Regions from separate parts of the Sus scrofa genome. Here all the other regions are linked to region 1. Evidence: chromatin contacts called from public HiChIP or PLAC-seq data. All regions are on one chromosome and are shown on one strand. The core of a region is the stretch at or near the end of the contact, and the rest is flanking DNA. Distances in the headings are between cores, read along the strand shown. Region 1 holds the start of RPL34 (60S ribosomal protein L34). Region 2 holds the start of PLA2G12A (group XIIA secretory phospholipase A2). Region 3 holds the start of HADH (hydroxyacyl-CoA dehydrogenase). Region 4 holds the start of LOC100518620 (cytochrome P450 2U1). Region 5 holds the start of PAPSS1 (bifunctional 3'-phosphoadenosine 5'-phosphosulfate synthase 1).

What was found. HiChIP or PLAC-seq counts read pairs in DNA pulled down with a chosen protein or histone mark.
Region 2: an H3K27ac HiChIP or PLAC-seq map of alveolar macrophages shows a contact between it and region 1. The contact joins the promoter of PLA2G12A here to the promoter of RPL34 in region 1. A contact is called at or near these places in 1 of 47 Hi-C or Micro-C datasets (heart right ventricle) and 1 of 2 datasets of contacts at active chromatin or transcription factors (alveolar macrophages).
Region 3: an H3K27ac HiChIP or PLAC-seq map of alveolar macrophages shows a contact between it and region 1. The contact joins the promoter of HADH here to the promoter of RPL34 in region 1. A contact is called at or near these places in 1 of 5 promoter capture datasets (liver) and 1 of 2 datasets of contacts at active chromatin or transcription factors (alveolar macrophages).
Region 4: a contact with region 1 is called in an H3K27ac HiChIP or PLAC-seq map of alveolar macrophages. The contact joins the promoter of LOC100518620 here to the promoter of RPL34 in region 1. A contact is called at or near these places in 1 of 5 promoter capture datasets (fetal liver) and 2 of 2 datasets of contacts at active chromatin or transcription factors (alveolar macrophages and skeletal muscle).
Region 5: an H3K27ac HiChIP or PLAC-seq map of alveolar macrophages shows a contact between it and region 1. The contact joins the promoter of PAPSS1 here to the promoter of RPL34 in region 1. A contact is called at or near these places in 1 of 5 promoter capture datasets (liver) and 1 of 2 datasets of contacts at active chromatin or transcription factors (alveolar macrophages).

Annotation. Positions count from the first base shown.
Region 1 is chr8:113,470,312-113,474,090 of Sscrofa11.1, forward strand. RPL34 (60S ribosomal protein L34) reads right to left here and starts at 1,747. Exons shown (of 5, transcript XM_005666943.3): 1 at 1,665-1,747; 2 at 17-90. The coding sequence starts at 81. It overlaps LOC102161553 (a long non-coding RNA gene), which reads left to right and starts at 1,804. Exons shown (of 6, transcript XR_002346833.1): 1 at 1,804-1,964; 2 at 3,335-3,514.
Region 2 is chr8:112,481,384-112,485,465 of Sscrofa11.1, forward strand. It overlaps PLA2G12A (group XIIA secretory phospholipase A2), which reads left to right and starts at 1,939. Exons shown (of 4, transcript XM_003129255.6): 1 at 1,939-2,393. The coding sequence starts at 2,186.
Region 3 is chr8:114,003,825-114,007,774 of Sscrofa11.1, forward strand. It overlaps HADH (hydroxyacyl-CoA dehydrogenase), which reads right to left and starts at 1,686. Exons shown (of 8, transcript NM_214331.1): 1 at 1,448-1,686. The coding sequence starts at 1,579.
Region 4 is chr8:114,034,330-114,038,427 of Sscrofa11.1, forward strand. It overlaps LOC100518620 (cytochrome P450 2U1), which reads right to left and starts at 1,574. Exons shown (of 7, transcript XR_002346837.1): 1 at 471-1,574.
Region 5 is chr8:114,250,262-114,254,115 of Sscrofa11.1, forward strand. It overlaps PAPSS1 (bifunctional 3'-phosphoadenosine 5'-phosphosulfate synthase 1), which reads left to right and starts at 1,798. Exons shown (of 12, transcript XM_021101693.1): 1 at 1,798-2,256. The coding sequence starts at 2,197.

The DNA.
Region 1 (3,779 bases), core at 497-2,996:
ATTTTGTAATACTTACAGCCTGGTTTTGTTAGAGGCTGTGTTGTAGGATAGCCTACGACGGTACGTCAATCGCTGGACCATTGTGAATACCTAAATCGAGAATAAAATTGCACTGTAGAAAAAATTCAAATCTTAGACAAAGCAGAACCACAGAGTTTACACACTGTTCACATATGCTCTTACATTAACTTATCTTACAAGCAGGATTTCATACTTTACAACTACAATTGGCTCTCCCTACCTGCAGGTTCTCTATCTGCAAATTAAACCAACCATGGATCAAAAACATTCAGGGAAAAAAATTTCAGAACTTCCAAAAAGCAAAACTTGAATTTGTCATGTGCTCACGACTATTTACATAGCCACTTACATTGTATTACGTGTAATATGTAATCTAGAAATGATTTAAAGAGAGAACAAAAAACACAAAATAAAGTGTATGGGAGGACTTTAGATAAAAGACCTGAGCATTAATAGATTTTGACCTACTCAGGGGCCTTGGAACAATCCTCCAAGATACTGAGGGATAGCCATACTTATATAAATTAATTAAATGTGGCAGGGGCTGATATTCTGATTATTAGGCCTTCCCCTCCAAGAGTCTGATTCTGTTTGGAACAGTGTCCAGAAAAGTGCAAATCTTAAAAATCCTGGAATTAAAGGAAAAGCATGCCATTTTCGGGGACCACAAAGTCCACGGGCTAACAGACACAAATGTCACTAGGATTAAACGACAACAGGAGTTCTGCCCACCGCAATAGCTACTCAGGGTTCAGTGTTTTGCCCCAAAGAGACATCTGGGTCAAGTTAAGTGCCATTTAATACTAATTCTGGTATTGGCCCAAGTGTCTCTGAATTATGACATCTGTTTTGTTTTTCTTTATCAACTAGAAATAATACTGAATGATGATGTTTAGCAAATCGGTTACATAGGTACACATGAGCGACTCATTTTCCAGTGAACTACCCAAAACATAAGCAAGACTTTAATCAACCTAGTTTATGTCAAATCTTGTCACCTTTCTTCACAGCATGTTACTTAAAAAAAAAACAGCCTGCATCTGTTGTTACAAGCTCCTTACTAACATTACACTGGGAACTGTCAGACACCAAAACCGACATGGAAAGCTAATGCAATAGTGACCCAATTAGCCGTTTCCTTCTACAAAATCAAGACAGAAAACTCCCTATTAAAACACTGGCTTTGGGAAAAAAAACCTCGATTTTGAAAGGATCAGAAGATGCTGGTCGTCCCGCAGGACAACCCCCGCCCCTCGCCAAAGCCTGGAGAACAGCTACCCGATCGGGGTTAACACGAGAGCGTAATTATGAGAACGTGCAGCGATTTCAGAGTCCACCAGCCAAACAACAACTCGTTCGTCTCCGAGCTCCCCTTCGCAGTATTCGCTGGACTGCGACTGCGCAGGCGGCAAAGCCACGGGTGGTGAGCTCGGGTCACCTACTGCTCCGGAGGGGAGATAGGGAATCGAGAGGTGTCTGAAGCTAAAAGCCGAGAAATTGTTCATCACCAGCCTCCCACCTAAGCCTTTACTCCCACGCCAACTCAAAAAACTGTGCCTGGGAGATCCTGACTCCTATAAGTCCCTGGATGGCGGCCGATTGCAAAGGCAGTAGCGATAAGAAAAAGAGAAGAGCAACCATACCTGTGGATACCGTCCCCGGAAGAGGAAAGGGAAGGTCTCGCGAGCGCAAAGGTCAAATACGACTGCGCATGACAGGAAGTTACATCAGAGGAAGAGGCGTGATGGAGAGAACGACGTCGCCATGTTGTACGGAAGCTACGCAGCTCCATACAGTGGGCGGGGATTCATAGCGCTGTTGGGTTGTACGGCAAGCGCCTCCTTGGAGCGGGATGCGCCCCAGCCATCCCCAACAGCGCCACACAAAGATCTCTCAGCAATCGCTGTAGAAGCAAAATATTGAGGGAGCTGCGAAGCGCAGAGGTGGGACAAAATCAACTATTTTTCCGTTCTCAAGTGCGCTGCAACACGTTTAGCCAAAAGAGCGCCAGCTTTTGAGTTAGACCTGGGTTTAAATCTCTATTTTGACACATATCATTAGATAACTTTTCAGGAATTACTGTCTTTAACCGTTTCTTATTTTTCGTTGTCATTCATCCAAAGCACAAGCTTTACGAATTAGGATTTTAACCCAGTATTTGCTAGTTATCAGTTGCGTTACATTGGGCGAGTCCTTAAATCTCTAAAGAGGAACGTATTCGTAACTACCATGCAGAGTTGGGTCGTGATCAAAGGCATCATGAAGTTCAAGCACTTAGCGCAGTGTCTTGTAGAGTGAGTGTTCAATAAATGGTGGCTAATCTTATGATTATGTACAAAGGGTTTCTAGAGGCTTCACTTGTGTGGTAACGTCTGATCTGGGCCTTAAAGATGAGGAGGAAGAAAAAAGAAAAACCTCTAAAATAGCATGTAAATGTTTACATTAAGTGTCTATCTGCATTTTTCAGAGGACAGGGGAAAATATCCTTAGGTTTCATTATATTGTTAAAGGGGTTCGTGACCTCCAAAAAAGTAAAGAACACTTTCCCTGGGCTCTAAGGAAGAATGCTAAAAAGGGTCTTTACATTTTTAATCTTAGATTAGGCTCCCTGGAAACATATTGAGAGAGAGTTATATGCTGGTGTATTCAGGAGTGCTCTTAAAAAATACACCTGTTGGGAAGTGAGCAAGGTAGGATCAGAGGACCCACACTGTAGATGAAACCGAGGCTTCAGCTATTCCAGCAGAGAGCTCTGTATTGGGGATGGCTCCTCACAGCTGTCCCAAACTGGCAAGGAAACTGGGCCTTTGCGTTCCCACATCAGACAGTCTTTGGTCCGGCTGCTCCCTATTTACAGGTGTGGCAGCTTCCTGAAACTGAGAACAGTGTCCTGTGACCCAGTCAATATCCTTGGCCCAGAAGAGAGGATTTGCATAGAGCCGCCCAGTGGCCACTCAGGTCCCCTTCTAAGTGGGGCCTGTTCATTCCGTCGCGCCTCACATCAGTGCCACCTTTGTCACCACACCGGATGGAAGGCTCTGGTTATAGCCCTCCCCTGGCCGACTCTCACATAATTCCTTCTCCCCTGACTCTGTAGTTACTTCTTTCCTTCCCAATCTGTCACTTTTAGTTCTCGAGACTCCCTTTGTCGCTGTACCAGGTATTGAGATGGAGGCTGGGATAGAGAAGCAAGTGTGGTTTTATTTATTTATTTATTTTTACAATTTACTTCCTTTTCTTATTTTTTTTAATTACTCAAATGAATTTATCACATCTGTAGTTGTATAATGATCATAACAATCTGATTTCACAGGATTTCCGCAACTGTGGTTTTTGAACGAATGAACAAATGAATGCATTTACTTGGAATATATTCTCCCTTTTGCTGGAGTGACTTTGCTGGGCAGGTGAATGTAATGGAAGCTGGGAGCCCGTCGCCCATTGTAATGTACTTGGTGACCTTGTCTTTCTTTCTGTGCCCACCTCCACCCAGGTAATTGAGAACAATGGTCTCACTATCACAGTTTTCCTGTATTAGACTTACCCAGTTCTATGATGTGACTTGACTTCTTTATATTTGCCTTTTTTCTTGTCACTCTTGCCATAGATGTGGCAATCTTATTAAACATTTCAAAGGACGTCATTTGTTTTTGTTAATCTGTCTCCCTTTTAGTTCTTTGTTCATTTGCTTACTAAATATTTCCGGTTACACCCTGTCTTCTTATCACTGTATCTCTAGGCCTCTCTTCTGGCTGTCA
Region 2 (4,082 bases), core at 689-3,188, 990 kb before region 1:
ATAGTAAGTCCTGTTAACTATCCCATAATCCTTTGCTCTGGAATCCATCTTGGCCAAAACACACGCATGCAGACTGGGAAGGGCCCTGGGTCTCATCAGGTATGAAAAATAAAACAAGATAAATGGCTTAAGGAAAACAAAGACCTGAAAGAACTGTTTTGCATAAGTGATTTAAATCACTTCTCTGGTGCGCTCCTCATTCAGGAGGATGCCCGCACCCGCAGTCCTTTGGGTGTGTATTACTGTCTTGCTGTCTTAAGTAAATCAACTATTTCTCTGTGTGCTCTTCCATGTGTTGTACTGTCTCTAATAAAATATGTTGTGCCTATTTTTATAGTCTTTGCCTCCTTGAATATTCTTCTTTTCAACCAAGAATCGTCAAGAATCAGGACGATTTTGCTTTTAGCATCTACCTGGTCTAGTGGCTAGGGTTCCTGGTTTTCACCCAGGCTACCTGAGCAGGGAATTAAGACTTCACTTCAAGCTGCTGCTCACTGCTCTCTCTCCAAGATAAACACTGTCCAAACACAATTCTCTTCATCCACTGTGTTGTGAGTTGATCACAGTCCAAGGATGCCTGGCTGAGCACTGCAGTAGGGCAGACTAAAGCCAGGTGGCTTTCTACTAACCCAGCCTGGGGTTGGGCTCAGTGAAGTGCCTGACATAAAGTAAGCTTTTAATACGGAGAGATATAACTCTTATGAGCTCTGCACTGCACATTTATTATAAATGTATGGAGCCTGTAACAAACACAAAAGCCAAACTAGAACTTATTGGTAACTCTTATTAGAAAGGACACATCTCTTGAAATCTTGCCCTGGATCTTCTTGGAAACTGCCAGGCAGAGGAAGATAACCAGATATTTATAGCTCTGGTAAAAATTACTGCAATTGTTATTTAAGGCTTCTGCACAGGGTTGGGAAAAGATAGAGAAAAGTTACTGGAGCTATCAAGTTATAAAGTATCTTCAGTAGGAAATCTGTGATTTCCACTTTTTTCTTTTTTTTTTAAACTGCAATCAATTGTAGAGTACTGCTTCTCCTTTACCAGAGAAAAAAGCTCATGGTTTTTTATTTTTTACGTCTTTTTGCCATTTCTTGGGCCGCTCCCGCGGCATATGGAGGTTCCCAGGCTAGGGGTCTAATTGGAGCTGTAGCCACTGGCCTACGCCACAGCCACAGCAACGCGGGATCCGAGCCGCGTCTGTGACCTACACCACAGCTCACAGCAACGCCAGATCCTTAACCCACTGAGCAAGGCCAGGGATCGAACCCTCAACCTCATGGTTCCTAGTCGGATTCTAACCACTGAGCCACCACGGGAACTCCCGCTCATGGTTTTTTATTGTCAAAACATTTTCTTCTTCCATAATTCTGAAACCAGCATCTCGCTCATCCTTCTCAGCCAGGCACCTACATGGCCTTAGGTTGACATGTTCCAGTCCCCATCCCCCAACAGCAGGGCCGTGAATCCCGGACCCAAGTTGGTGAGACGTGGCTTCTGCCCACCTATCAGGCAGAATCAGTTTCAAACCCGAAATTCAGCTGGACCCCTCGGCTCTCTCTTTGCACGTGGCTACGGGAGCTCACTTCTCCAACACTGTCTACATCCAGAAAAGCCTGTCGCTTGGGGTGGCTGAACAGCGCCCCTACAAGTCGGAGGAGGTCACGGGGGTTCGCCACCTGGCTGCACTTTACAGCTATCCAGGGAGCTTTTAAAAAACACGGATGCTCACTGACACCTGGACGAACCTAATCAGCCTCTCTGGGGTACGGGGCCCAGCATGGCTATTTAGTAGCACAACCTTCCCCTCAGGTAGTGCTAACGAGGACCAGGTAACCGCCTCGGGGGCGTGCCGCGGCCACCAAGTAAGCGTGGAGGACGCCTCTCAGCGCTCCCGCCTCCCCGCCCCTCTGACGCACCACGCTCGGCGCAGGCGCACAGGGACAGCGGCAGGCCCAGGTGAGCGCAGCGCGTGCGCCGCGCCGAGCGTCTCCGCGTCTCATTGCCGGCGGAGAGGGCCCGCCTCCCAGCCAGGCGGGAGGCGGGGGCATGGGGCCGGCCCCACCTTGCTGCTGAGCCCTGGCCCCGCGCAGCTGCCTAGGCTAGGGCTCGCTGAAGGGGCTCAGTGGGGCGTGCGCCGGTCGCGCGGCTCCCGGGACCCGTGCGGCCCGGCGCTGCGCGGATGGCCCAGCTCCCGCGGCCCGCGCTCGCCCTCCTCCTCCTGCTACTGACCGCGGCTTTCAGATGCCAGGAGCAGGCCCAGCCCACCGATTGGAGGGCCACCCTGAAGACCATCCGGAACGGCGTTCACAAAATAGACACGTACCTCAACGCCGCCTTGGACCTTCTGGGAGGAGAGGATGGGCTCTGCCAGTATAAGTGCAATGACGGTGAGGGGGACCCCAGGACCTGCGAGGCCCGTGCTTTCAGGGCTGTTGGGGGGACCGAGATCGTGGAGGTGTGAGATGCCAGGCAGACCTTGACGGTGTCCTCTGGCCGTGGAAAAACAACCATTGCTAGACCTTCCGTTCTTGTGTTTGAGCAACCTGCTGACAAGTTCGCACTACTGTTGTTAGCATGTGAGAGAGCACCTGAGTGTGTACACACCGTTCTGTTTTCATTGCTTCTGAATTACTTCTTTTTTTTTTTTTTCCAATTGCATGGAAGTTGCCCAAGAACTTAGTGACGTATGCGTCATGGTGATGGAGAGAAACAGACTGATTTTAGCTCTATTTTAGCGCCTTTAAATTAAGCAGCTGAACGTGCAAAACATTTCGAGAATTTTAAAGTCATGGCCTTTTAACTTTCTCAAGAATTGGTTTAAGTTATGTTTTTCCTGCAGAGCTACAGAAAATAAATCGCGACCTTTGTACAGACTTTTGGTGTACTCTATTGTTGAGAAAGAGTGCTGATAACTCTGCTAGAAAATGAGTCCATCAATACTTGACAGGAATTTTCTTTCCTTGGAAACTGGTGACTCTGCTTTGTCAATGTTGGTTGCTATTGTTATTCTTTTGATTTGCCTTTTCATATTTTTAAACTTTAATTATGTTTGCATCTGCGAACCTGTTTGGTGGCATTGTTGGTAGTAATAAGTCAGCATTTCAGGCAGAGATCTTTCCTCCGAAGCGCCTGACTTTTTGGAATGCTTAAATGTTGTAATAGTTAAGATAAAGTACTTCTTTTTTGAACTTCACAATGCTAAAATAGTACTTATTGTTTCCAACAAGAGTGGACAAGGTCTAGGCCTAGTGGATTTAATGCGTGGCAGCTCAAAATAATAGGGAACTCAGTGACTTTAATAGTAAAACTGGACAAGATGTAGATGAATTTAAAAGGAACCAATGTCATGTAAAACTGATGCAGCATGCTCTCTGTAATTCTTAAACTAATTGCTAATTTTCTGTTAATGGAGGTAAAGAAGGAGCTATATAAGCACTAAATATCATTTCTTAAATTCATGCCCAAGTGGTACCACCAGAATTCAGTGAGGAAGGTTGTTTTTGTCCTTGTAGAGCTTGTTAGGAATAAGTAACTTGAAGATTAAATGGTTGCCTTCCCGAAGGCAGATGTCATAGTTTTACTTAGTCATCTCCATTCATTAAACAAATATTTCAGTGCCTATTATATGTCAGGTGTTTTACCAATGGGAGATTTGGCATTGAAGAAAACTAACAAAATTCCTATCCATGGAGCTTATATTTCTGGTTGAAAGAGACAGTAAACTAAAGAATAAGTAAAATAAGCCAAATCTGTAGTGTGTGTAGGTCTGAAGTATGCCAGTGCTTTCAGAACAATAAAGCAGGGGGAATGGAAGTGGCAGTGTTAGGCAGTTGCTCTTTATTATGGGCTGTTCCGGGAAGGCCTTGCTGAGGAGATACTATTTGAGAAGAAATTTAAAATGGTGAAGGTGACATTATGGTGATCAGGGGAAAGAACAATCCAGGCAGATGGAATGGCCGGCCAGTGTAAAGGACCTGAGGAGAAAGGCCAGTCAGGGATGACTCTGAAGATTTTGGCCTGAGCCAAATGGCCTGAGTAGTGCCATTTCCTACTGAGATAGGAAAGACTTGGAAGAA
Region 3 (3,950 bases), core at 436-2,935, 530 kb after region 1:
TCCAGGAACTGAGCAACCTAAACTTGTACAAAAGCTGAAGTGAAGCTTTCTACTTAATTTCTAATCCTCTTCCACTTCAAGGTACCATCAACAATAGATTTTGGACCCATCTCCTATATTGTTATTGGGGGCTTAAGGCCCTAATATCTTCTGAAATGTTGTTTAGATGTTTCTAAACAAATATGTCATTTTCTTTACCTGCCACAACAAATCTCACTCTCACAGCACAGAGAGATTTGGGTGGAGTAGCGAGATACAAAATGTGCTCTTTTGATTATCATGTAATATAATGCATGGAACTTTCAGTTAAAGAGACTTACTCCTCCCTTTCACAAATAATAAAGATTATGAGGACACCATAACCCAGCATTCAGAACATGTACACAATAAAAAGAGTCCCAAAACATGATCTGAAAAGAAATGGGAGCCTGTCAGAAGGATAAAACATTAATGAAAAACAGATTTTAGGAGAAAAAGCAACCAAATTAATAGTTGTTTAAAAAAAAATAACAACCTGCAGGGTGGGAAAAATTAAGATACATAATGACAATAAAAGATTTTTCTAAAAAGCAAGCACAGAAGCAAGGACTTGGTTGGAAATAGAACTAAGAAAAATTAATCTTTTTCAAAATTGAAGCCACTGAAGGTACTTCCCCCCCAAAAAAACTAGATCAATGCCTCCCCTGTCCAACAATACTAGTAGCAAGGGCTGAAATGCTAAGAAGATAATCAGCTAGGCTATGAAAATCACGGTTCCCCAATACAACCTGGAATGTAACCGCTAAAAATCAATAAAGTACAAGTACCACAGTATCTAGATAATAACTGCACAACTGTCCCTGAATCACAGCTCAGGTGGAACAGGGCAGAGTCCTGAAGATCCACAGCGAGATTAATGAGCTACCCCTTCAGAGCCCTTGGCCCCTCTACCTCCCGCTCCCACTCTCCCCAGCACCAGAGGGCATTAGGTCAAAGAGGCCCCGCGCAGCAGCAGCTGGTGGCGTCCCAGGGCCTCACAAGCTCCGATAAGATAACTTTTACAAAATGCTACAAAAGTGCTGACTACTATTAACCTTTGTAATCCAGCAAGCATAGGAAACACTCGGAAGAAGACCATTTCGAAGAGCAGAAAACTACTCTGACAATAACTGCAGAATTATTTAAAAAAAAAAAAAAAAACCACCGATAAAAATTAAACCCGATCGCAGTCCAGGTCTCGGGACGCACACCCTCGGAAACGGAGGCTCGGCCAAAAGACACCAGATCTTTGAGGGAGTGCAGACTCACGGGTCTAGGCATTTCAACTACACGGGCAGGGGGACAGGGGAGGAGGGGAAATTCTCCAGGTCTCTCGGAGCTACACCCCGCCGGGTCGCGGCCCGCCAGAGCTCTCAGGTTAGCGTAGGCAGCAAGGCGAGCGGAGAGCGCTGCCCGCCGGGCGGCCCACCTGGGCAATGCCTGCGCCCATCAGCCCGCCGCCGATGACCGTCACGTGCTTGACGAGGATTTTCTTCGCCGAGGCCGCGGCGGTGGACGAGGAGGACAAGGAGCGCACGAGCTGCCTGGTTGCGAAAGCCATGGTGCAGACGAAGGCGGCGACAGCAACAAGACCGGGCGGAGAAGGTAACCGCAGGCGGCTGAGGCAAGAGTAGCAAGACGACCCCTGGGCTTGGACACCCAGGAAACCCAAGGTCCGCGCGCCCTGGGCGTGGCTGTGCGTCTCCGACGACAGGGCGGAGCCTCGCGATTCGCTTTTCTCATTGGTGGAGACCCCAGGGGCCGCGTTCGAACGTCGGAGCGCGGCGTCTCCGCCCAAGTGGGCGGGCACGGCCACAGCGTTGCGCTGCTGAGCTCGCTGGCCGGGCTGTCCCTCCGCAGTCAGAGGGAAGAGGAGGGGCAGTTAGCGCGCCCATCCCCGCGCAGGCCCAAAGCGGAGGGCGGCCTTATAAGGGGGAGGATGCGGTGTTGTTTTGTTAAATCCTCGCTTAGGATGCTAGTGCATAACTCGACCCTGAATAAATACGTGTTATTTCGGTTTTGATGATAAGAGACTCCCAAATGAGCACCTTCAGTTCACGTCATCAAATAACCAAATCTAGGAATTATTTCGGCCTTGTGTACATTGTTCCTGATAAAACGGAAGGAAACGAACTGCTCGGACGCAAAGCAAATGTCTAGTAACCCATGAATTCCAATGCAGAGATCGGGGTCAGAGAAAGAGAGTTGATATTGCCCATTTCCACTTTACAAGTCCTGAATGTGTGAATGGTAAGATCAAAGAGAAACCTCTGTGGAGATAAAAATGGAAAGGAAAGTCTTTCAAAGTACTGGAAGACTTGATAGTAATTAGGCCAGTAGTCCCCCTCCTGTGAATAATTCCTAGTTACTGTACTTTAATAATGAAGAATTTTTTAATTAATTTATTTATTGTTTTAGGGCCGCACCTGCGGAATATGGAAGTTCTTGGGCTGCCGGTCAAATCAGAGCTGCAGGTCCTGGCCTGCACCTCAGGCACAGCAAGAGGATCTGAGCTGCATCTGCGACCTACTTCGCAGCTTGTGCAATGCCAGATCCCTAATTCACTGAGGGAGGCCAGGGATCAAACCACATCCTTGTGGATACTATTCAGATTCTTAACCTGCTGAGCCACAGTGGGAACACCTAGTAACACAGAATTTGTATTATTTTTATATTATTTTTGAATATGTAATAAGGACCCACAGACTCACCATCCAAAGTCAGCATCCTCCTGTTGGAAGTAACTTTCATAGTAAATACTATGTTCACCATTCCTTTGCTTTGATCTCTTTTTTTTCCCTTTCTTTCTTTTATGGTGGTACCTGGGGCATATGGAAGTTCCCTGGCTAGTGATGGAATCCCTGCTGCAGCTCCAGCTGTGGTGAAGCCGGATCCTTTAACCCAGTACACAGAGAGGATCAGAGGTGCACCTCTGCAGCAACCCAAGCCACTGCAATCAGATTATTAACCCACTGTGCCACAGCAGGAACTCCTTCATTTTTATTTCTAATATTGTAAAAATATGGGAGAAGCACTGGTGTGGAGGCTTGGGACATTATTAAGAGGATCATTATTGGCTGAAGAGACAGTGTCACATCCAAATAATTAAAGTCCATTAAGTGCTCCAATGTAGCAATCAATAGGACTGAAATTGGAATAGGAAGATTGCATAGGGAACCTAGTAAATTGAAGGAAAAAAATTAGCCAGTTTATGAAGAAAAGAGGATTTTAGACAGAGGAAGCAGCACATGATAAGATAGAAATGTAAAAAAAAATATTGCCACAGGAAATTTGACATGATTAGAAGTGAAGCTAGGTTGGTGGACTAGGGGGATGCACAGATGATTCTTTATTTGAATTTTAATTTTTCATTCTCATTTATAAGTTGTGTCTAATCTAATGTAAGGCCAAAGACTTTTTTTATTTCTCTCTTTTTGGCCATACCCACAGCATGCGGAAGTTCTCAGGCTAGGGACTGAACCCAAGCCATAGCAGTGACAACATAGAGTCCTTAACCAATAGGCCACCAGGAAACTCCAAACATGTTCTAATCACAGTGTTGTCACGATATTTTTTTTTTCCAGTGTAGGTAACTTGGAACATAATGCCAGAGTATTTGGTACATTTGCAGGTTTCTGATTCGTTTACCTCAGAAAGGAAAGAATAACCAATGCAGTATTTTTTTTAGCAATTCTCAAATCTGAGGCCATCTGTGTTATGTAAAGGTGTAAAGTGAAGAGAGGAGCACTGGAGTGAGAGTTAGGGGTCCTAGCTTGGTCAGTGGTATGCAGTAGGCTCTTTGCAGACACACTCCCTGGGCTCCAGGGTCCTGGTCTTTCCAAAGAAAGAGCTGGACCAGTAACTTTCCAGCTGTTCCATAGTGAGAGTCTAACCCCTGTTTACACTCTACTGAACCAGGAGGGCCACCCTGC
Region 4 (4,098 bases), core at 324-2,823, 560 kb after region 1:
CGGGATTCCTAAAGCATTGCGCCTGGTCCTGTAAGGATTGAAACAGCGCTGCCACAGACAATGCCAGATCCTTAACCCGCTGTGCCACAGCGGGAACACAATCTTCTTGAACTTTTGCACTCCAAACGCAGAAGGTGAAAATACCCTTCTTCTCTCCTTCCAACAGGGCCAAAGTTTCTCCCGGGCACACAGGCTGGAGAGTAGGGCTTTGTTCTGGGCAGGAGTGAATGCCCCTGAAAAGATGGAATCTCTCACACCTCCAGGGGACCTCAAAGGCCCCAGGAGAGGGAGGCGGCACCGCCCTCGCCCTTGCCCTTGCCCTTCCGCTCCGGCGCAGGGCAGGTGTGAGGCAGGCTGGGTGCGCGGCCTCAGGAGGCACAGGACCCGCAGCCCTGGAGCACCTGCAGCTCCACCCGCGCGTTCCCACGGCCCCTGACCCCTAAGGTTCCCGCAGCCGCGGCCCAGCTCACCCTTCCCCTTGGTCAGGATGTAGCTGAGCGGCATCCGCGGACGGTCGCTGAAGACCTCGGCCTGCTGCACCAGCGCCTCGCGCACGCTGTGGAAGTCGTTGAGGACCACCACCAGGTAGTGGCCGATGAAGAAGCTGTAAATGTTGCCATACACGTGGGCCAGCTCAGCCAGGAGCAACTGTGCGCTCAGGCCCGAGGTATTTAAGGGATTGGTCTTCGCCCGGCCATACGGCCAGCTCTTCCGTCGGAGGAAAGGCGGCAGCAGCACGAAACCGAAGTTACCCACCACCGGCCAGGGCGTGGGCCCCGGGGGGATGCCCGGCTCTGGGCGCCGCCACAGCCAGTTCCAGCCCAGCAGCGCGGCGAGGACGAGCAGCAGCAGCGCGCCGCCGGTGGGGTCCAGCCGCAGCAGCCCCGGGGACGCGTGCAGTAGGCTCAGAGGCCAGGGAGAGTCCTCGGAGGGGGGCTGGGCCAGCCCCGAGGAGGCCATGGCCTGTGCGCTGGCGACTGCAGCCTCGGCCTCCTGCCTCTGGCCCCAGGAGAGCTCAGGCTGACAGCGGTGCCCGGCTCGGATGCCAACTCCCCTGGAAGCCCGGGGGCGGGAAGGAAAGCGGCGGAGGCCGGTCCGGATTGGCTGCGCCCACCTCCTTCTCCCGAGCCCTCCAATCAGCGACGCCCGAGCGGAAACGGGGCCGCTTTCGGAACCCGGCAGCTGGGGTCCGCTAACCAAGCTGAGCTCCCTATCTGAAAGTTCGCCTCCAAAGCCCCGTTGAACAATTCCACTGGGTCAGGCATGGCGTTGACCGAGCCTGAAAAAAAGATGCTCGCTACACATCCTTACGCTCTGATTGGTTGTCGGATTTCCAGTGTCGTGGGTCCGTTGAGCGTGTAAACCATGCCTTCTCCACAGGCCCCTCACAAGACTCCGCTTCAACACCAGCACTTCTACCCTGAGCTGGGGGAGAGAGGTCCCGCCCCATCCTCTGGTAGCAAATAGAGGGGGTTACTGCTTTATCCAAATTGGGATTCGGAGGAAGAAATGGCCCTTTCTTCCACTCAGAGACAGCAGGATAGTGGAAATGCGACGTGTAGAATTTGTAGATGTAGGTGGCCGACGCTCTGGAAAGGATGCGAGGGGGACCACGGGGTGGGTGGGGTGATGGAATTAAGCTCCTAGAACTTGCCATAGACTGGAGTATCGCTCTCTATGCGAAGAGTGAAAGCTCAACGCCCATTTCAGTTTGTGGCCCAGGTCAAGCAGAAGGCCTAATCCAGAACTTTGCTTGGAGGATTTAAGTAGCTAATAATATAAAAAGGAAATCAGTTGGGTGAGGAGAGGTGACAGTATTATTATAGCAGTGAGACCATACCTGAAATGCCGAGGTTGAGATACAATACAAAGTCTTTCTTTAATCTTCTATAATTATGGCTCCTAGGCACTCCTCTTTTCTGTCATCTACAGACTAAATGCTCTGGTTGTTCTTATGTTAGACTGACACAAAGAACTGCCAATATTAGACCATTTTTTAATCTACTAAAATGGCAGTCTCCTATAAACCAACTTAATGGATCATAATGAACGAATCTGCTTCTGTTTTCTGATTCTTTTTATTTCACAGTTAGTCTGTTCAAATACTATTTTTGTCAAGCTCTTCATAAACTGTTTTACCCCCAAACAAACTTCATATCTTCCATAATTAACCATTCGTTGTTAGATTAGTTTTCTCATTTTTTTTTGAAATTGGAGAATTTTTAACACTTAAACCAGTTATTTGCAGATATGATCAATATATCATCTGAGTGTCTTCATAGCCTGTTCTTCAAAGTAGTAGCCATTATCATCTTCCCTTACAAGGAACTTAAATTCACAAATAATTTAAAAATACTTAGGAATTCCTGTTGTGGCTCAGCGGTAAGGAATCCGACTAGTATCCATGAGGACGTGGTTTTGATCCCTGGCCTTCTACCAGGGGGTTAAGGATCCGCTGTTGCTGTGAGCTGTGGTGTAGGTTGTAGACGCAGCTTGGTTCCTGCATTGCTGTGGCTGTGGTACAGGCCAGCAGCTGCAGCTCCTAGTTGACCTGTAGCCTGGGAACTTCCTTATGCCACAGGTGTGGCCCGAAAAAAAGACGAAAAATAAAATAAAAAATAAAAAAATAAAAATACTTGAAGATGTGACTAACGACCCTAACAGACACACAGGATATAACTGCATTCACATTGTTTTCCTAAGCAATTCTCTTCTTTAGGCTTATAGCTCTGTGATGCACACAAGAAGTACTATGGGCCAAGCCGTGTTCCCTCCCAAGTTTGTATGTTAAGGCCTAACTCCCAGTACCTCAGAATGTGACTGTCTGTGGAGACAGGGTCTTTTAAAGTGGTAACGTAAAATGAGGTCACATAAGTGGATCCTAATCCAATGTGACTGGCGGGGTTCCCCTCCCCTTTTTTTTCTTTTCTTTTTTCCCCCTTTTTTGGCCTCCCTGTGGCATATGGAGTTCCCTGGGCCAGGGATCCGATCCGAGCTATACTGCAGCTGTGGTAATGTGGGATCCTTAACCCACTGTGCTGGGCTGGGGATGGAAGCTTCATCCCAGTGCTCCGGTCAGAGATTGGGACTCCTGACTGGTGTTGTTTTAGAAAGAGATCGGGACACGGACAGACCTGGAGGGAAGATCAAGTGGAAACACAGGGCGACAATGGACATCGACAAACAAGGAGAGAGGCCTCAGAAGAGATGAGCCCCACCAACAACCAGATCTTAGATTTCTAGCCTGCAGAACTGTGAGCAAGTAAGTCTGTAGTACTTTGTCATGACAGCCCTTGAAACTAATATAGGAAGCTACAATGTCCACAATACATACTAGGGTAAAATTTTTTTTTTTCTTTTCCATTTTGGGCCACTCCAGGGCATCCAGGGATCAGATCCAAGCCATAGTTGCAACATATGCTGCAGCCAGATCCTTAACTGGGCCGGCTCCCAAGACACTGTTGGTCCCATTGCACCCCAGCAGGAGCTCTGGGTAAACTATTTTAAACATGAAACCACAGTTCATCCAGTGCTTTGTAGGGATGAATTTCCTGAAAACAGTATTCCGGACTATCTTGCCAGAGAAAAGAAATACTTTGTGCTCTATGCTTTCTATTTTCCTTTATTTTCTTTCTTTTCCTCTCTTTTGTCCTCGGAAATTCCTGGGCCAGGGATCGCACCTGTGCCACGGCAGCAACCAGAACCACTGCAGAGACTACGCTGGATCCTTAACCTGCTGAGCCACAGAGAACACCTATCCTTCCTATTTTAAATAGGTGAACACTATCATAGTCAGTAGCCATAAAGAAAGAGAATGCTAAAAGATCTTTGGGGTGGGGAGAGAAAGGAAAACAAGAAAAACACTAAGGAAAAAAATTGGATCCGCAATGATCATTTCAAAGCACTCACTTTCCCGCTGAAATCCTTGTTGCGGTATATGGATTTCAGCCAGAATTGTTGGTAACAGTATATCCAAAATATCTAAGTACTTACTATTTTGTTATCAAGAGTGGTGTTGGTGTTACATTACTCTATTTGTAAGACTACAATTGTCCAGCTGGCTCATAATTCCCTGGGAGGTGAATGCTACACACTGCA
Region 5 (3,854 bases), core at 548-3,047, 780 kb after region 1:
TAATACTTAGACAGTAGCAGTGGGGTAAGTAAACAGGGGACTGATTTTGCTAGCTATTAAGAATGCATGGAAAAAATAAAGAATGTATAGCCATCAGCATAACTGACACCATTTTGGGCTTGTATTTCTTGCTGTCCTTCCAGTGACCCCACCCAGGACTGTACTCTACAGTAAATCACTTCTCTGTCATCAAGGGCTTTTCAGTTAATATGTAATTAATAATCATTAGGATCTGGTGGCCTCTGCTTTATTAGTCCCCAGTTATGAAGACTTTTGCTGACATATTCCTGGTACCCAGGAGACTTGTTACCCATCCATAAACCCTGACTTAGGAATACACTTCCTATTTCTAAGCACTACTCTCATACCCTAGGTTAACTATAAAACCATCCCAATGGCCTCTCAGCTATTGGGAGTGAAGAGCAGCTGCGAATGCTTCTGGGTTATAGTCCTCTTGATCTCACTGAGTCAGGCTGAGACCTGGGACCTGGGACCCTTTGAGGCAGTGCTTGTACCTGGACAAAATATTTCCTCCAGCAACAAAGTACAGAGAAACTTAGGGGGCTAAAAATAACTGCAGTTAGGGCAAATAACCAGCAAGATACAAAACCACCAAAACCCCAACTGCTACCTCTGAGTTGCGAGCAATAACAGGGTATGGGGCATGCACCCTCCACACAGTACCACCAAGGGGGTGGACAGACCATCTAAGCCACCCCTCCAGCTTGACTCATGGTCCGGGGCGCCGACAGACCCCAGGGGGCAAGCAAAGGGAAACTTAGTTGTTTCGCTCCCTAGGGCTGTAGCACATGCCCTAAGAAAGCCTTGTCTGAATTTCTTGTCTGGTCTCTTAATTTGTATTGATGAAAGAGTCCAAGAACCCTGGTTAATAACACCGCCTTGTAAGTTGCTGTATATTAATCGATCCACTGATAATATGGAGGTGCGTGCCTCATTTTTTCAGTTTCAAGGCACCTCCTCAGTTTGGTGTGCCCCTTTCATTGTCTCTGTCCTTCGACCAAGAGGCAGTAAAGTCAGGTCTTAGCGATTGGGGTGTGTATGTGTGTGTGGAGGGGAGGGCACTGGGTTATGGAGAAGCGATTCAAGCAACTATCTCAGTGCTAGGGACCAGATATAGAAAAGCCCTGAGAGTAACGGGGGTGGAAGTGGAGAAAGCTCCCCCACACCTCCAGCCCATCCTCCTGTGAAGTAGCCCTGGAATAATTTAAAATTAGGTGAATTTAAAAGTGTCCTCCACAAATGGACATTCTACTCTGTGGTAACCCAGGCCCTTCCCTCAGACTGGATTGCATTCCTCTTAGGATTTTCTGAGAAGCTAATAATACAGAGGCCCCATTTTGGGTCTCGCCGGTGAGAAGTACCTGAGAGAAATCTCCTGAAGAGAGGTCTCCAAGTGGGGAAGCAGGGACCTTGCAGATAATCACTAAAACCACAAGCCGTATTAATGACTGATGTCCAGAGATGGGTTTTTTTTTTTTGTTTTTTTTTTTGTTTTTTTTTTTTTGGAAACTGTGCGTTGAGAAGAATTTTAAAGCAAATCGGTGTGGAGAAGGAGCTGGTCAGTAAATCGATTCTTCCCCTCGCGCGGCTGGAAAATTCCTTTTTAAATACGGCCAGGCCGACATGGGCACAGATGTGGAGAACAGGAGACTTGGTGGCCGGGCTTACGGAGAAGGCAGAGGGGCGGGGAACCACGTCAGCGTCTTCGCCGGCCCACGAAACAGCAGCGGGGAGCCTGGTAACTTTCCTGCCCTTTTTGGCCCAAGCCGGAGAAGCGATTTCAGCTCTGCGCATGCGCACCGCCGGCTGCGCTCGGAGGAAGGACCGGGAAGTTCCACCACTGCCTCCTCAGGCCCCGCCTCTTCCTCGGAATCAAGAGGGAAGAGCCTCCTGCGCGCTCCCGTCGTGCGCGCTCTCAAGCCCGGCCGCCAACTCCTGCCTCCGGTTCTCGTCCGTTGCTTCGCCCCACCCCACATACCTCTGCCCCGGACCCATTTCGGAGGAGCGGCTGACGCGACGTGGTCTGAGCCACGGGCACGAGCGCGTGCCTACGACAGCGCTGGCCAGCTGCGTCGCGAGGAGGCCCCGCCTTCCCGTCCCGCCCCCGCCGACCTCCCCTTCTCCCGCTACCCTGTGGGCGCTGAGAACGCCGGCACCCGCGCGCGCTGTGTAGCCATGGAAGTACCCGGTAGCCTGTGCAAGAAAGTCAAGCTGAGCAATAACGCGCAAAACTGGGTGAGCAGGCACAGAGGTGCGGAGGAGGCTCTGGGAGGCTCCCGCTGCAGCTCGTTTAGGAGCAGCTGCCTTCCTCCTGCCTCCTCTGCATCCTCCCGGGAGAGCCGGGGGTGGTACCCGAGGCCGCGGCGCTTTCCAGCTGGGGAGGTGGGTGGTGCGGCGGCGGGGAGGTCTCGGGCTGGGCTCAACTTGTAGTCCGATCGACTGTCCGTGGGAATAACGCCCACTTCTCCAGTTCCTCGGCTCAGACGGGACCTCGGGGAGGATTTTTTGGAAGTGAGCTGGCGGCTGCTAAAACCTGCACCCCCGAGGGGGAGCTGCTCGCATCCCCTGTAGCGGCCTGAAGGTCTGCTGCGGAGGCGGAGGCAGGCGCCTTTGGTACGTTCCTGGTTTTTCTTGCCTCTGCCAGAGCAGTTAGCCCAGGTTTGGGTCCATGTCCATGTCTTTCCATTTCTGAGTTTCAGTGTGAAGGGAGGGTACCTAACAATGTGGCCATTCATGAGTTGAGACTGTCCTGAACTGAGGTTCTTTGTGACTCACTGTTAAATTGGAATATCAAATAAATAACATGGAGACGGTAAAGTGTGGGAAAACTAATGGTTTATAACGTTTAGCAGGGACTGCCAGTTGACTTCGTTAGTGTTGCGTCCTTAGAAGGTTGCTTCCTTCTTTAATTACTCTTTTGTAAGAAACAGCCGTAAGATTTTTTTTTTTTTAAGTGCAGAAGGGGTGGAGTGAAGGAGATGGTGACCAACTCTCCAGTCTGGAAAGGCACTGGTTTTAAGTTTGGATGGAAATTTTTATTTCACGGTAGCACAAGATCATGAGGTTTAAATGCAGCCTTGCAAATCATCATTGCCCTTGGTGAGTCAAAGAAAAAAAAAGAAGCCATTTTAGGCAGACGTTCATTTTAAGCCATTAATTTACCATATCTGTTGTTACCAAGGTTCTCACCCGATTCCTTTCTTCTTTTAGTTATTTAACTCTTTAGATAATAAGGAGGGAGAGGGGATAAAAGGACATTGGAAAGAGGGTTGGACTACTGGTCTGGTTTTGGGTTTCAGCTTTGCCATTTAGTAGCTGTGTAATCTTGAGGAAAAACACTCTACTTCTTCACACTTCAGCTGACTTAAAGGCCTAAGAGTGTGTACTTCACTGGACTGTTCTGAAGAGGAAAGAAGATAATGAATTGGAAAGTGCAATGAGACCACTGCCATGGAACTATTGATATTGCTCCGGTTACCTTGAGGTATTTCCTGGTTAGGGAAATAAGGTTGGCTAACTTAAGGTATTTTTCAGATCGTTTCACCTACACCACTTGTAACTCACTTACTATTCCATTTGCCGGATAAGTGTGTGTTCCTTGTAGAGGCAGGTGCTAGTCTTGGAGAAAATGAGGAACTCTGTGCTTTTGCCTTTTGGTTGCTCGTGGCCTAGATGGGGTTGTAATTGGCATTTGCAGGTGATGATACATCATTACAGACCCCAGGGAGTGGTGTGGCAGTTGTTTTATCACAGTTTAGAGGAGAGATTGGTTTAGCCTGAGTGTTTTGGGGAGGGTTTGTGGAAGAGAAGTGTGCGCAGATTTCTGAGGCAGA